Linked DNA regions of Rattus norvegicus: region 1 is linked to region 2. A link is a contact called in public Hi-C data. All regions are on one chromosome and are shown on one strand. The core of a region is the stretch at or near the end of the contact, and the rest is flanking DNA. Distances in the headings are between cores, read along the strand shown.

What was found. A called contact is a pair of places that touch in the nucleus more often than the background predicts.
Region 1: a Hi-C map of kidney shows a contact between it and region 2, with 6 times the contacts expected there. The contact joins two enhancer-like sites. A contact is called at or near these places in 6 of 12 Hi-C or Micro-C datasets (the A7r5 cell line, the Rat2 cell line, Schwann cells and 3 more).

Annotation. Positions count from the first base shown.
Region 1 is chr2:137,298,949-137,305,947 of GRCr8, forward strand. No RefSeq gene overlaps it. Among named protein-coding and RNA genes, the nearest start is that of Noct, 120 kb to the right of the region's middle. Within about 2 kb of position 2,858, at least 18 of the 93 cell types and tissues checked have an H3K27ac peak or open chromatin away from gene starts, as enhancers often do.
Region 2 is chr2:137,068,039-137,075,567 of GRCr8, forward strand. No RefSeq gene overlaps it. Among named protein-coding and RNA genes, the nearest start is that of Noct, 350 kb to the right of the region's middle. Within about 2 kb of position 1,748, at least 8 of the 93 cell types and tissues checked have an H3K27ac peak or open chromatin away from gene starts, as enhancers often do.

The DNA of each region.
Region 1 (6,999 bases), core at 1,608-4,107, 230 kb after region 2:
TAAGTGAATGGGCACAGCCTTGTCAAGGACTTCACAGTCTTGGGCTCAGAAGGATGGCAAAGCCTTCCACGAGGGACCAAGTGCTCGTAATGACAGTGAGTTCACAACATGTCCAGCTCGGCTTTCTCCCTCTGGAGAGTTATGACCTAAAGACTGTTCCCCACAGAGACTGCTCCTACCGAGGCTAGCTAAACCTGCCTCCCTGATTCAGTTGTAGACCACGAATCCTTGTTTATCTGTACCTGGAAACCTGTTTCTTGTTCCTCTGTATGCAGTAACCCCAGCTCTCTATTCAACTCTATATAATAAACGTGTTAAGCTTCTAGGATGTTGTGATCTCTCTAACAGAGGTCCCAGTCCATCTTGCCCCAGCTTTCCTGTGTGCCCAGCTGTCTGTTTTTCCTTCATTCCTTTGCTATCCCAGTTAGGTTCAAATCCCTGGAGCCATGGTAGGATACAGCAACTCACACACAGAAAACAAAAATTATTAATAAATTGTAAAAATTAAAAATTATGAAAAGTAACTTGCCACAAGCTGGAGATGTGCCTAGTGGGTAAATTGCTTACTGTAGAAGCACAAGGACCTGAGTCTGGATACCTAGAACATATGTGTATGAGGTGTGATGCATATTCCTATGAGCCTGGTGCTAGGATACAGATAGACAGAAGGACTCCAGGGCTTCCTGGTCAGCCAGTCTAACCAGTTGATGAGCTCCAAGTTCAGTGAGAAACAATGTCTCCAGAGGTAAAGTGAAGAGCAACCAAAAACAGATAATACGAACCTTGGACCTACACACACACACACACACACACACACACACACACTGCTGGCCACATTCTTCTTCAAACAGCTTGTCTTGATTTCTTTGAAAAGCTCACTATTTGTATTTGTCCCCATTTGGGGAATGAAGTATGACGGTGATTATCCTAGTTGTTCCAATCACAACTCTTCGGGGCCTCTAGGTAGATCTCTCTGCATTTGGAAGCATCCACGCAGAACAAGCAGGCTTCAGAATACGACACCTCCACAACGTGGAAATGAACATGTTCTTGACATGCCAGGCTGGCAGCCAGGCCCATGCCATTCACTCACCAAGCAGGCAGTGACCCCACGGCATCGCAGACGGCATGCCAAGAGCCGGGCATGGCAGAGTGGAGGTGACATGCAGGACACCTGCCCTCCTGCTCCACTGCCAAGCAATCATTGCGAGGACTCAGCTGTGAGCCACCGCGGCAGACATGTCGAAGGAACCGTGACTCAGTCGCGAATTAAGTGTAGGGTATGCTAGGGGCTCTGTGACGGATTTTCTATTTTTCTAATCTCACATTTTGCAATTGATAAAGAGTTCACCGACCAGGTGCCAAAAAGCACATCGCAATGAGGACATTTTAGTGCTTTTATTGCATGACATGACTGATAAAAGGATTGATACTGAGAATAAACTGAGAGGTAGATAAATGAATGATACCATCCATCCATATATACAGGCATATATACATAGACAGATGGATGGATGGATGGATGGACGGACGGACAGATAGATTCTGCTGATAATGGTCCCTTTTTTTTTTTTTTTTTTTTTTTTTTTTTTTGGCATGGGCTCATACAGTCCAGGCTGTCCTCAATCTCAATACATAGCCAGAAATGACTTTGAACTCCTAATCCTCTTGCCTCTGACTCCTGGGTGCTTGTATTATAGGCTTGCTCATTTTAGCATTAATTTTAATGCTCATGAGTCCTATTTCTCAGGTAATACAAGAAAGAAGTTTAAAAGCAGGAGCAAAATAAAAATAAATGTAATTCTGTCCCACCAACACGTTACTGTCACACTCTCCAACAGGCAAATGTGTTTTAAATGAAAGATATTAGTCACTGGTTTCCCCTTAACATCCCTTCCAAGTGAAGGAGATTTTTGGTAAACTTGTCTTTCTAGCCTGCACACTCTGTCTCAGGCAATCAATGAGAAAACATTTTTTTGACAAGTCAAATGTCCATGATTAAGAGGAGAAACAGCCCTCTCTCTGCAGAATATATGACTTACTCCGGCTCAGTCCCTCAAGACATCAATCTGCATCTCACTGCAGACACAGGCCCGGTGTCTTGGTCAGTGCACACATTAAAGGCTCCGTCCTCTGCTACTTAAGAGAGAGATTTAACATTAGCTCATGTTAGATGTAAAGGAACAACCTTCTCCATTGAAAGAGAAATTTTATTTCTCGGAGAGAAAAAATACAGCATGCAGTCACTCCAGTGCATTATGAACCTGCTATTGCGTGTGGAATTTATGGTCGAGGTCTCTTCTCTTCCGCAAGGATTCTTCACCTCTAAAGGCAGAGAATTAAAGAGCGCAGAGCCACCAAAAAAGTTTCACGGACCTTTACTGCCATCTAGTGCTCAAAGTCTGTCATGCCTCGCCAATGGTTTCCTCTAGGAATTTGAAGAGATTGAGGCCCTGGCAGGGAAAGCTCAGAGAGTTCTAAATGAACTTGGCAGTAAACAGCGTTGGCCCACACAGAACTGTTGTGCCTGAAAACAGTGACCTGGATACATGACATTTCCACACTGGCTCCCATAGAGAGCTGCAACTGGATCTCATGGCTGCCCCTGCTTACTCATCCACTGGAAGCAAGCTGGTGTGTGTGTGTGTGTGTGTGTGTGTGTGTGTGTGTGTGTGTGTGTGTGTGTGTTGTACATACACAAGGAAAGCCTGAAAATGCCCCATGCTAAGAGCCCTACATGATCCCAAGCGGCACCATGAAGGGCTATATGCAAAACCACCCCCACATGACTTCTACATTTAGATCCTGATGCCAATATCCTCCACTAGGGCCTTCCTCGTCTATGCTCTCTCTGGCTTGAAGGCTTATAAACAGAAGCCAGATGTAGGCTGCATGAAAGTGCCATTATTAGGACTGTCCAGGGACACAACAGACAGCAGCTTCCGTGGTTGGTGGAATGTGACCTGGATCCTGCCGGCCTCACAGAGGCAGCATCTCTGTGTCCTCCCTTCCTCTGCAGCCCTACACATGCCAACGGGATAGGAACAAAGTGGTCAGAGGCTCGGGGACTTAATCTATGAACTTCCCTTCCTTCTCTACCAAACTCTGTTCTAGCTGATGTCGTTCTAAGAATCACATTTGAATGCTAGGTCCCAAACCTGTGGCACTGCAGAGAGGTGGTGTAAGTTATAAGGGGGGCCTGGTGGCAGGAAGTTAGGTCACTGGGAGCACACCCTTGCAGGTGCTATTAGGACCCTGTCCTCTCTCCTTCCTGTTTCCAGGCTGCTGTGAGGCAACCTGACCTTCTGTATCATGTGTTCCCACCATGGTACGGTATGAGACCACAAGCCAAAAGCAAAATGGTCATGGATGGAAACCATGACCGCAAATCAACCCTTTTTCTTAGACATTCTTTGTCTTCTTATACAATATCTAAGAGCTGGCTAACACTTCGGCCCTAAACTTTAAGGGGAAGATCAGATGGGAACAGTCCATGGTACCTCAATCTTTTGTATCTGTGAGGAAGAGAGTTGGAGATGAGGAGAAAGCGTTGTTGGCATTGCAAGGTTCAGAACATCCAGGATACAAAGTTCAAGCCACGGGTGTCAGAGATGCTCTCAAGATCAGGCCAGTGGCTGAGTGTGGTCATACCTCCACCACGTCCTTCGACCCAAAGTCCGTGTGTTCAGCAATCATGGTTCTCTGCCATAGTTATGCTTATTGCTCTGTTTTAACCACTTTTAGTTATGTTCTAATATAGTAGAGAATATGAAAGTAAAAGGTCGGTGGGATGCATATTCACTTCTATGATCCCCATCTATTTCATCTCCTGACAGAATGTATGCCTCCTCATCAGAAGAACCAGGGTCCTTTCTTCACCCTGTCCTGAAAAGCAGGACTACTAAAGGGCGTGCCTCACTGGGCTGCTGTCAGAATGAAGATGTTGCCAGATGTAGAATTCTCCCGAGCGCACTAAGTGCTCTCAAGGTTAGCTGTTACTAAGGCTTGGGGCACAAACGGAGCTGGGGGAGCCAGGGGTGCCTTGCTCTCTAAAATCTTTCTGTGCTTGAGTGCGTATGTTTGCTTTCAAAACCAGCCATGTCTCCTTTCTCCAACTTTAAACTCCTTAAGAAGATACAGTGTTAAGAGAACTGCCAAGTGACTCCTACCAGGGCTGGGTCTATTGATATTGTTTAGCTAAATGGATAGATTATCGAACTGCCTTCTAACCTCATATCTCCATGCCCATAATTACTGCAGCTCCCAGGCCTCGTCAGAGGAGTTTATTTGTGAAGTGGACAACAGTTAATGAAGAAGTTCACAACTCATCAAAGGCACAAATGGGACATCTATCACAGAGACAGACAGACAGACAGACAGACAGATGACAGACACAGAGACACAGACTCAGGGACCAGCACAGAACATGAGACAAAAGATTCTGAGTCAGGGGTCAGGAAGGAGCAAAGCAAAACAGTGTCTTGTGAGCATGACGAGATCCTTACACTGGCAAACCCATGGCAGTTGCAATTGCCTTCACCAAGACTTAAACAAGGCCAGGCCAGTCAATGCTCTAGCATGCACTGAGAAGAGGTCCACTGGTCCACCACTGACTAAGGACCTATTGACAGTCAATGGCTTCTGCGAGAGGGTGTGGCTCCTGGAAGATGAGCTACACTCCAGTGGAGACACCACATCCATGAGCATTATGGGCTGCACAAACTGCACTCAAAGGGTCGGTTTCTTTGTTTTGTTTTTTTCTGAGGACCAGAAGTTGGAATAGGTCTGGGAGGAGTTAGGAGGAGTGTGGGATGAACATGATCAAAACACGTTATTAATAAAATGCTATGTTCAGAATGTTGTAGGACTCTACAGCTACCAAACCACCCACAGCTCAGGAGGCAAAGAAAATTGAATGCAACAGGTACCTAAGGACATCTCCTTGAGGAGCACAACCGAGAACCCCCAAGGGCCTTCAGAAGACGAGGCCCTCATTGCAAGCAGTACTGTTCAACTCTCTTGGAATTTCTGAAAACCCTTAGGAACCATTATAGATGAATGTCTCATCTTCCAGGGCAGAACCAGAATTTTTAATTTGATGAAGCTAACAGTTCACAGTCCACTCAGGAGGAAGATTGACAGACCACAGGTGGGGAAACACTGATTCATTATTCATCATTCCCAGGAAGACAAGCAGTTTCAGCCCAGCAAGACGGAAATGAGAAGAGGCAGAGAGAACAAGCAAGTAAAATAAAAAGACAGAGGAGCGAACAGATGCTTGGGTGGAGGGGAGGTAAGTTTTGATTGACAGGTCAATAAAGAGAAAGACGAGTATAGATGATAGAAAACTTAGAAATAGAAGATGTGTAGACGACTTGTAGATATGTAGATAGGTAGATAGATGATATAAATAGATGGATAGATAATTAAATGACAAAAATATAAATGATAAGGTAGATGATATGTAAATGATAGATAGATATAGATGAGATTATTGAAAGATGATATATACATGCATATGATACAGATGATAATAGATTGATGATAGATAGATGATAAATTAGACAGACAGATGATAGATAGATAGATAGATAGATAGATAGATAGATAGATAGATAGATAGACAGACAGCAGACAGATACACTCATACATGCCTGCATATGCACATTGTGCACATTGGTACTTAGATCCATAGCAGACCAGGTCTTCAGACCACTGAAAGGGAATGGAGCAAGAGACCCACTAAATCAGCCCTTTGTTCCTCACCTACGAGGTATAATGGCATCCAAGACTGCAGCCCATGCATCCTCCCCTGAAAAGCTCATTGAGGAGTTCAGTCTCGATCCTGTCCTTGCCCCCCGAGCTCTTGGGAAACCCTGCCATTACCTTTTACAATTGCTGCACCTGCTCATTCACTCCTGGGAAAATGTCAAGATCTTTTTCCCTTTGTGGAGCAGAGGCTATGAGGAAGGCACTTTCCTTTCACAGAGACTTTTTCAGAAGGGTTTTTTTCCCCTCCTTCCTACAATTCCACAGATTTTATTTTAGACACACTGGAAAGCACAAAGAGGCATTCAGCTCAGCCTGCAGATTGCTAGAAAACCCTTCACATCCCACAGAAATTAGAGAGGCAGAGCTCTCATCAGCAGTCTGTATAAATTTGGAAGAAGTGATTTCATAGAATCAGCCCATTTCAGAACGAGAAGCAATGTTCGTCCGTCCTCTTCAGCTCCAAGATGGAGACCGACTCACTCGGGATCTAATCTCTCACTACTCAGTGCCTCGTTTTTTTCTCGTCTGTGAAGCAGAAGCGGGATGTGCAAGAGCTAAATGAATAGCAGGTTGGCATTCAGGGGCTGTGCTAGAAAAGAGACAATGTCACCACTTTCCAAGGCCATGAGCCCCAGATGCCATACTTTTAATGGCCCCAAAGTGAGTCATGGACCAAAGTGGGTCCCGAGAGCTGGCCTGCGAACATCCAGGCCACAGAGTGATTGCAGTCCGCAGACTTAGTCACTTGATGACTGCATGAGGCACACACCTGTGGTGGGGGAGGGTTAATGCAGATGTTTGAGAAGCAGCTTTGCCAAACCATTAGAAAACACATGGGGGAAAATGACCCTCCAGGTCCTGGGCCGGCTATTCAGCCTTGATAGCCTCAATACTGACGTATTTTCTTTTCTAATGAATCCTCCGTGGAGGCTGCTGTGAACAGAGAACAAGGCAGGAGAAAATAGAGGAGGGGTAACACCAGAAGGACCTCTGCCCACAGAATCTGAGCTGGAACACACAACTCATCCCATTATGGCTCCACGGGGAGCCACATCTGCAAAAGATGGGGGCATGGGTTGAGAGGAAACTTCCAGAACAGCAAGAAGATGCAAGGGGATCAGCTCCTATGAAGAAAGAGAGCTTCCAGCTGGGGATGCAGCTAGTGACTTGAGTGTCTGAAGAGCGTACACATGTCACTGGGGTTGATTCCCAGCACAGAATAACCTG
Region 2 (7,529 bases), core at 498-2,997:
GTGCCAAGGACAGCCAGGCAATGGGGTGCTGCGTTAGTGGCAACACCACAGCAGATGACCCAGTCCTTCCCCAAGATAACTGGTCTACCTAACATTGCATTTGGGGACAGTGTGCCTTTCACTAGGATTCCAGTCATTGACCAACCCAAGAGATAAGGACTCATAGCAGAATGTGAAAACTCCATTCTGCTGTCCCTTCTTGTAAGGTAATTCATGACTAAGGTGTATCTTTGATATGGGGGTAGGTAGAGGCAGTGAAAAACAAGAGGGTGTGGTCAAAAAAAAGCTAACACTAGCAAAATTGAGATTGTGATGGGGCAGTCTTTTATACGATAGTACAACAATCAAGCCAGAGAGAGAGAGAGAGAGAGAGAGAGAGAGAGAGAGAGAGAGAGAGAGAGAGAACGGCATCTCCCATGGACTTTATGGTTACAGCCCAGTCTTTCACTGGCCAATAGAGCATCCATTGGCCATAGATAACTGTTGAACTTTACATTAATTCTAATTAAAAATTCTGTTCCTTAATTGCACTGGCCACGGTTCAGGTGCTAATGGCCACATTTGGTCACTGCCCACCGTGTTGGACACAGCAGATGATAACATCTCAATCATCATAGAAGGATCTGCTACACATCTCACCTCTAATGTATTCCCGTCTAATGAGGCTCCCTGACCTGTAGCATCAATGGGGAGCCTTTCTCCAGGCAAAGGAGAAAGCCTTAAAAAGCTGGGTGTTAGAGAAAGAGAATCCACATGACCCAAGGGACGCAGCCAGGCAGCCCGACCATGGCTTCCAACAAGACTCTGAGACTCTACCCAGAAACCCTCTCGGAGTGCAGAGATGCCAGAGATTGGAGCACCTCCTGCCAGAACTGACAGCTCTTTTCCCATGGCCTGAGGGTTCACTGGAGAGTTAGAAGGAGCAGAGCGAGTTCCTCATACAAATTAAAATGCAGGAAAAGGGTAGTCCTAACACCCAGGGCCTGGGAAGCCAAGACTGCCAACATGATTACATAATTGAACTGTCTCACCTTGCCCAGTCAAGTTAGATTCCAAGGAGGGTAATTAATCTTCCTGCTGCCTGTTATTCCCTGCCCTGTTCATGATTCTGCCCCTGCTCAAAGTCAAGTTTCCCAACAAGAAGAGAAGAAAAGGGTGGGGAGGAAGAAGCTAAGTAGTAAAACCACCAGGCAGAGGGGAAACTTTAACGTGGTCTTTGTGAAATCCCGGCACAAAGGCAGGATCAACACTGTAATTGTATGGAAATTTGTATGCAGTTATCAGAGGAACAAAAATAACTTTTTTTCCCCTAAGAAACTCTTGGTCACGGTGACTCTGCAAACCCAGAAAGAAAGTGAACAATGGTAGAGACAGGAAGAAGGGCAAGTGTGCGGTCTCACATTTGTCACTAATCCAAGAAAATCCAAGGTGGGCGAAGGGTGTGTCAATCGATCATGGGATCATGGTGTGAGTGTTGAAATGGGGCTCATTCACTCAACAAATGCACCTTCAACACCAGGCACTCACTGTCCTGAATCTATCTGAGCAAGGGACTTCACCCCTAAACTGGATTTGTCCTCAGTGTGACTTAAAGGTCCATTTCAAAGACGCAAATACTCCCTGCAAAGCGATGGTTTGACTCCTCTGAAAGTGTATCCCTAACTACAACCCCTAGGGAAGGGCCAGAACCATGAAAATTAAAAACCTAGTTTTGTACAAAAAGGAAAAGAGTAACTTTCTAGCCAAGCTCAGCCAGCTTCCACTCAACTCCACAAAATCACTGGCCACACCAAGGGGCCGTCCACCGAAGGTCTGAGCTCTGCCTTGGAGGAAGGAGTGTAGGAGAGCAGGTCTTTGGCAGCAAGGATGGTAAGCTGAGAAAGGCAAGGCAAACAAAAGCGGAAGGTAGAAAAAATAATCTCACTGCGTACCCACCATCACCCCTAAGCATGTATTTATGAACTGACGTGATATGGCCCAGAAAGTCTTAATACTACAATATTAAATTCCGTACACAGGAGAAGCGAAGACGGCACATTATAACAAAGACAGTTGGGTTCTGTGTTGTTGGTTTTCTGGTGCTTGCTAATGTTCTGGTTTTTAGCTTTGCTCACGTAGATGTTATGTTCCTTTAAAGGGCTGCCTTTCTGGCAGACCGTTTTTCAACCAAAGTGCAATGCTGCCCCCTCGTGGCTGAATGCCATAAGCGCGCACGCAGAAACCCAGCCATCGCAAAGCCCGGATTTCATTTTGCCATTTTTCCATCTTCCAAAGTGCAACTATTTCATCTTTAAAGATTCACCGCTCGGGGGTATTTTCTGGCTTACACGCTAATCAACACGTTATTTTCTTCTCTAACAGGAACCGTGCGCTGGTTATTTAACGAGGGTGAGTGGTGGGTATGTGGCGGCTTTCTCCACTTTTTGCTTTATGAATTAAGTGATCTCCCCAGAGAAGCTCAGAAATCAGGCCTATTCCGTGTAACCTTTCGAATCCTGACTGGGATTCTCACTGGGGAGGCGTTCACTGAGAGCGCCAGCTCAAGGAGATCAATGCCTGACAGACATCCCACTCCCAGACAAATGTATTTGATTTCAGTTCATCCTTCGATTCTCGTACCGGGGAATAAACTGAAACCCAACGCTCTGAAAATAGCAATGCAGGTGAAACACTGAGATGTGGAACGGCTCCTTCCCGGGTTACGTGAAAACAAAACTCCCGGGCTAGAGACAAGCACTGAACGGGAAGCACTGTGCTGCAGGACAAGTGGAGAGCTCACAGGGCAGTTTGCTTCACCACCAATCTGGGTCCAGCCACCAACCCATCCCTGATGTATTAACAACATGAGAACATGTGGAAGTGCACTTTTGAGGGGGGTCATCCAGAGAGCTACCGAGTGCTAAGCTCTGAATATAGGACTTAGAAGTTCTGTGCTTTTACCAAGGTCGCCATGACTTACTGCACCCAAAACTTTAAAAACCACTGAGTAATGTTTAATAAGATTCTTAATCTCCATTAAGAAGATACTGTTATTCTGAGATTTTTCAAATATCACAAGGCTGCAGAATAACTACACACACACATATACATGCATTCGCACATGCACACATGCACGCATACTCGTGTACACAATCATTACTTTCCTCTGATTCTATCAAATTAAAAAGATATTGCCTGGCAGCCCAAGGGTCCAACCAGTAAACACTGATAACCATCAACAAAAGTCCTCACCACCTCTTGGTAATTGCTGGTGATAATTATTAATGAATTTGCAGCCCCAATGATAATACTTCTGAAAGTCCATAAGTACAAAATATCAACCAACTCATTCTGTGGTGACATTCGCCGGATCTGAGGAGAGCCTGCAGATACCTGCAGAGCATTCTTTTTCCCTTGAAAGAAAGGGACCTAACCAAAGAGAACCAGGATGGGAGACTGAGAAATAAAAAAGGCAGAGGGGGAGGGGAGGGGAAGGGAAAGGGGAGGAGGAAGGGAAGGGGAGGGGAGATGAATGAAGAAAAGGGAACCAGGGAAGAGAAGGGGGAAGGAGAGGAGAAAATTCAAACTGACTGATACTCCCTTTTGTTGTTCCCAGAACTACCTGCTGGTCTCAGCCACTCCTCCTGCTCCCTCCCTTTCTTAGGCAGCCATTGTCTGCCTCTACCGTTCATCTACAACCACTTGTCGCTGGGTCCTGTTCCAGGCCATGGTGGATATGGAGTGTCCTCTGGCCTTGCCAAGCCCAGCTGCAGTGCGACTGTCCGTACCCGGGCTAGCATGGTTAAGCCGTGCCAGGCCCAGCAGGTTCTACTTCCTTTGCAGGAGATGGAAAAGGTTGTGTTTTGCCTGAAGGAAACTGCACAATGTTGACAGAGGGTCTGTTTCTGTGCTACCCATCCACTCTGCCAGCACTCACCAGCGGGATGTGCCAAAAAGCGAAAGAGAGAAACAGCCGTGGAAAAGTTTCATACCTGTACACAGAAAGGTGGTGCCCTGCTTCTCCAAGCTGGGATCCCTGGAACCTCCCCACCCCGCATCCTTGACTTAATAACAGACTACCATGGAAATGAAAACCTGCCCAGCCATCAAGAAAATCTAAGAACCACTGCAGGGAAGGCCTAGAAGCATGGGTGACTCTAGCTGAAGGGCTTTTTGTTTTATTCAGGGGACAGATACTTGAACCATGTCAAGTCTGTTTGTTCTGGAAGAGAAATTGAATATCACAGGGCATCCTTTAGCTTGATATAGAATTTCAATATATCTCTGAAAGTGGGCTCTTAGTCACCACCACCCACTGACAGCAAAGAGTCCGGGAAAGGGAATTTACCTGGGAGACACCGGCTCTTGGCTTTGAGGACCTGCCTACCGCAAAGAGACACAAATTGCAAACTTAGTGACAAAATGGTTTGGAAGACTGGTGGGTTTGGGGGACTTTTGTTTTGTTGTGTTTTGTTTTGTATTAGTGAACTACATAAATATAAATCAAACCAAGTGTCCTCTCAAAGGTAGGATTAGAACTTTCCTGAATCAGCTAATATCTTGGCCAGCTCTCTTCCAGTTGTGTCTGGCTCCTGTCATCTTGAAACCCACTTTCTCTCTCATCTTCATTGCTCTGTGTGGGAAACTCATTTAAAATCAGTTCTGTTCTCCACGTGACCTTTAAAGGGTGGTTAAAGGGTAAACACTTCATCCTATCCAACCTCGTCCGTGTATTTCCAATACACACGAGATAAATCGTAAGGATTACAGCTGAACGGACATTCATTTTTAAGCCTACATGGGACAAAAAAAAAAATCTGCAAGGAAGGGAGCACCCAATGTGTGTTGGTATTGCTTATTTACAAGAAGTCTTTCCCTTTTATTCCTATGGTGAGCAAAATAATTGTTCCTGCTCCCCACCCACCCACCCCAGGATGTCTCTGCCCTAATCCTTAGAACCTGGGAATAGGCTCTGCAACCCAGTGAAGAGACTTCTGCAACTGTTATAGACTGATATGGTACCATGTCCTGGAAAACCTGAAGAGATAGGCCATGAGGTCTGTTAATGCCAGATGCTTCTAAGACAGAGGCAGGAGACTCTGAAGAGGAACCGACTGCAAGATGGGAGAATGTCCATCCAAGGGACATGGGCGTCTTCTAGGAACTGGGAAAGGTTGGACGTGACCAACCTCTAGTGTGCTCATAGTCTTCTAGAAGGCGACAGTGATGGTTTCAGGTTTCTTAAATGTTTTGTCTTTAATTACGTTTCTGTGAATGGAGGGGCATGTGCACATGACTGCAATGCCTTCAGAAGCCAGGGGAGTCTCAGTCCTCCGCAGCTGGAGTGATGGGCTGTTGTGTGCTGGCATGTGGGTGCTGTGAACCAAACTCGGGTCTCTGCACAGGGTCTCATAACTCCTGAGCCAGCCTCCCAGCTCTCCAAGAGCCACTTTGGACCTCAGGCTGCAGAGGAGAACTACACTGGATTGGAGCTTTCTAAGTCACTGAGGTGGGGGTCGGGGGTGAGCAGGGGGATGTGATCCAACAGCCCATGAGAAACGCATACAGTCTCCACATCATTTCTGAAGAGAATTGGGGTTGAAGAAGTGACAATATATAATGACCAGACACCAAGTCAGTGAAGTTTTGGGGTAAGAAAAGAATGCAACAAACTTTATGGCTACAAGTGCTGACCACCAGTAAAAGAACAAAGGGCCCGGAATGTGTCTCCCTAGAGGAGATGTTATTAAGGATTTATCACAAACGATCCCAGAATGATGAACTACAGTGTGGAAGGTGACTGGCAATGATTTTAATTGCTTCTAATTTCTTTGGATCATCGTGATTTAACAAATCACAGACAATTGGCACAGAAATAGGCTTGAAAATGAGAGATTGCTCCACTAAAATGGACTTCGTGACCTGCATATCTTCCAGATGGACCAGAACCTCTTTGCTTATATGCATATATGTACGTGTGAGTACACAAATATAAAGGGGACACGGTGTGTGCATACACACTTATCTATGGGGGACATGGTGTGTTCATACACACACATATATGGGAGATATGGTATGTGTGTATACACATATAGAGAGAGATGTCTAACACAGAAGGCCATATAATGCAGTGGAAAAGCCTTCATAACCCCGACTTCTCTCCCCTAAGAGGATAAGCCGAGCAGAGTACGACTTGCAACAGGAAATCGTGCCTTTGAACTGACCTCTGAGCACTGTCTCTTCCGGGCTGGCTCTGTCAAAAGACTACAGTGGAACCCCAGCAACCGAAGGGGCATGGAGGATTGTTCTCTTTTAGAATGAAGGCATTGGACATTCCACTGATGTCCAGTCTTTATTTTGATATTTATAAGTGCAAAGTAAGCTGGGTGCAGTGGGTCAGGCCGTTAGTCCTGGCACTTGGGAGGCAGAGGTGGCTGACCTCTGGGTTCAGGGCCAGCCTTGACAACAGAACAAGCATCAGGACAGTCACTTACCACCTTTAATCACTTGAGACAGAGTTTCTCACTAAGCCTGGGGCAAGGGTGGCAGTTAGCAAGCCCCTGAGCCTCCTGCCAACCCCCACGCTAGCTCCCATAAATACTTGATTTGTTTATGTGGGTTCATGGGATTTAAACTGAGGTCCTTATGCTTGTGGTACAAACTCTCTCACTTGCTGGGACACCTCCAGTAAATGGTTTTCTGTTTCGTTTTGTTTTGTTTTGTTTTGTTTTGTTTTTAAAGAAAATTTTGGCTTTTTTTCTAAACCCCACTGAAAACCAAAATCTCGGAGGTTTTCTTTCTCTGTTTAAGATTTCCTCTCACTTCAGGGGGAATCACTATCCCTGAACTCAAGCAGTATTACAGAGCAATAGTGATAAAAACTGCATGGTATTGGTACAGAGACAGACAGATAGACCAATGGAATAGAATTGAAGACCCAGAAATGAAGCCACACACCTATGGTCACTTGATTTTTGACAAAGGAGCCAAAACCATCCAATGGAAAAAAGATAGCATTTTCAGCAAATGGTGCTGGTTCAACTGGAGGGCAACATGTAGAAGAATGCAGATCAATCCATGCTTTTCACCCTGTACAAAGTTTAAGTCCAAGTGGATCAAGGACCTCCACATCAAACCAGACACACTCAAACTAATAGAAGAAAAACTAGGGAAGCATCTGGAACACATGGGCACTGGAAAAAATTTCCTGAACAAAACACCAATGGCTTATGCTCTAAGATCAAGAATCGACAAATGGGATCTCATAAAACTGCAAAGCTTCTGTAAGGCAAAGGACACTGTGGTTAGGACAAAACGGCAACCAACAGATTGGGAAAAGATCTTTACCAATCCTATAACAGATAGAGGCCTTATATCCAAAATATACAAAGAACTCAAGAAGTTAGACCGCAGGGAAACAAATAACCCTATTAAAAAATGGGGTTCAGAGCTAAACAAAGAATTCACAGCTGAGGAATGCCGAATGGCTGAGAAACACCTAAAGAAATGTTCAACATCTTTAGTCATAAGGGAAATGCAAATCAAAACAA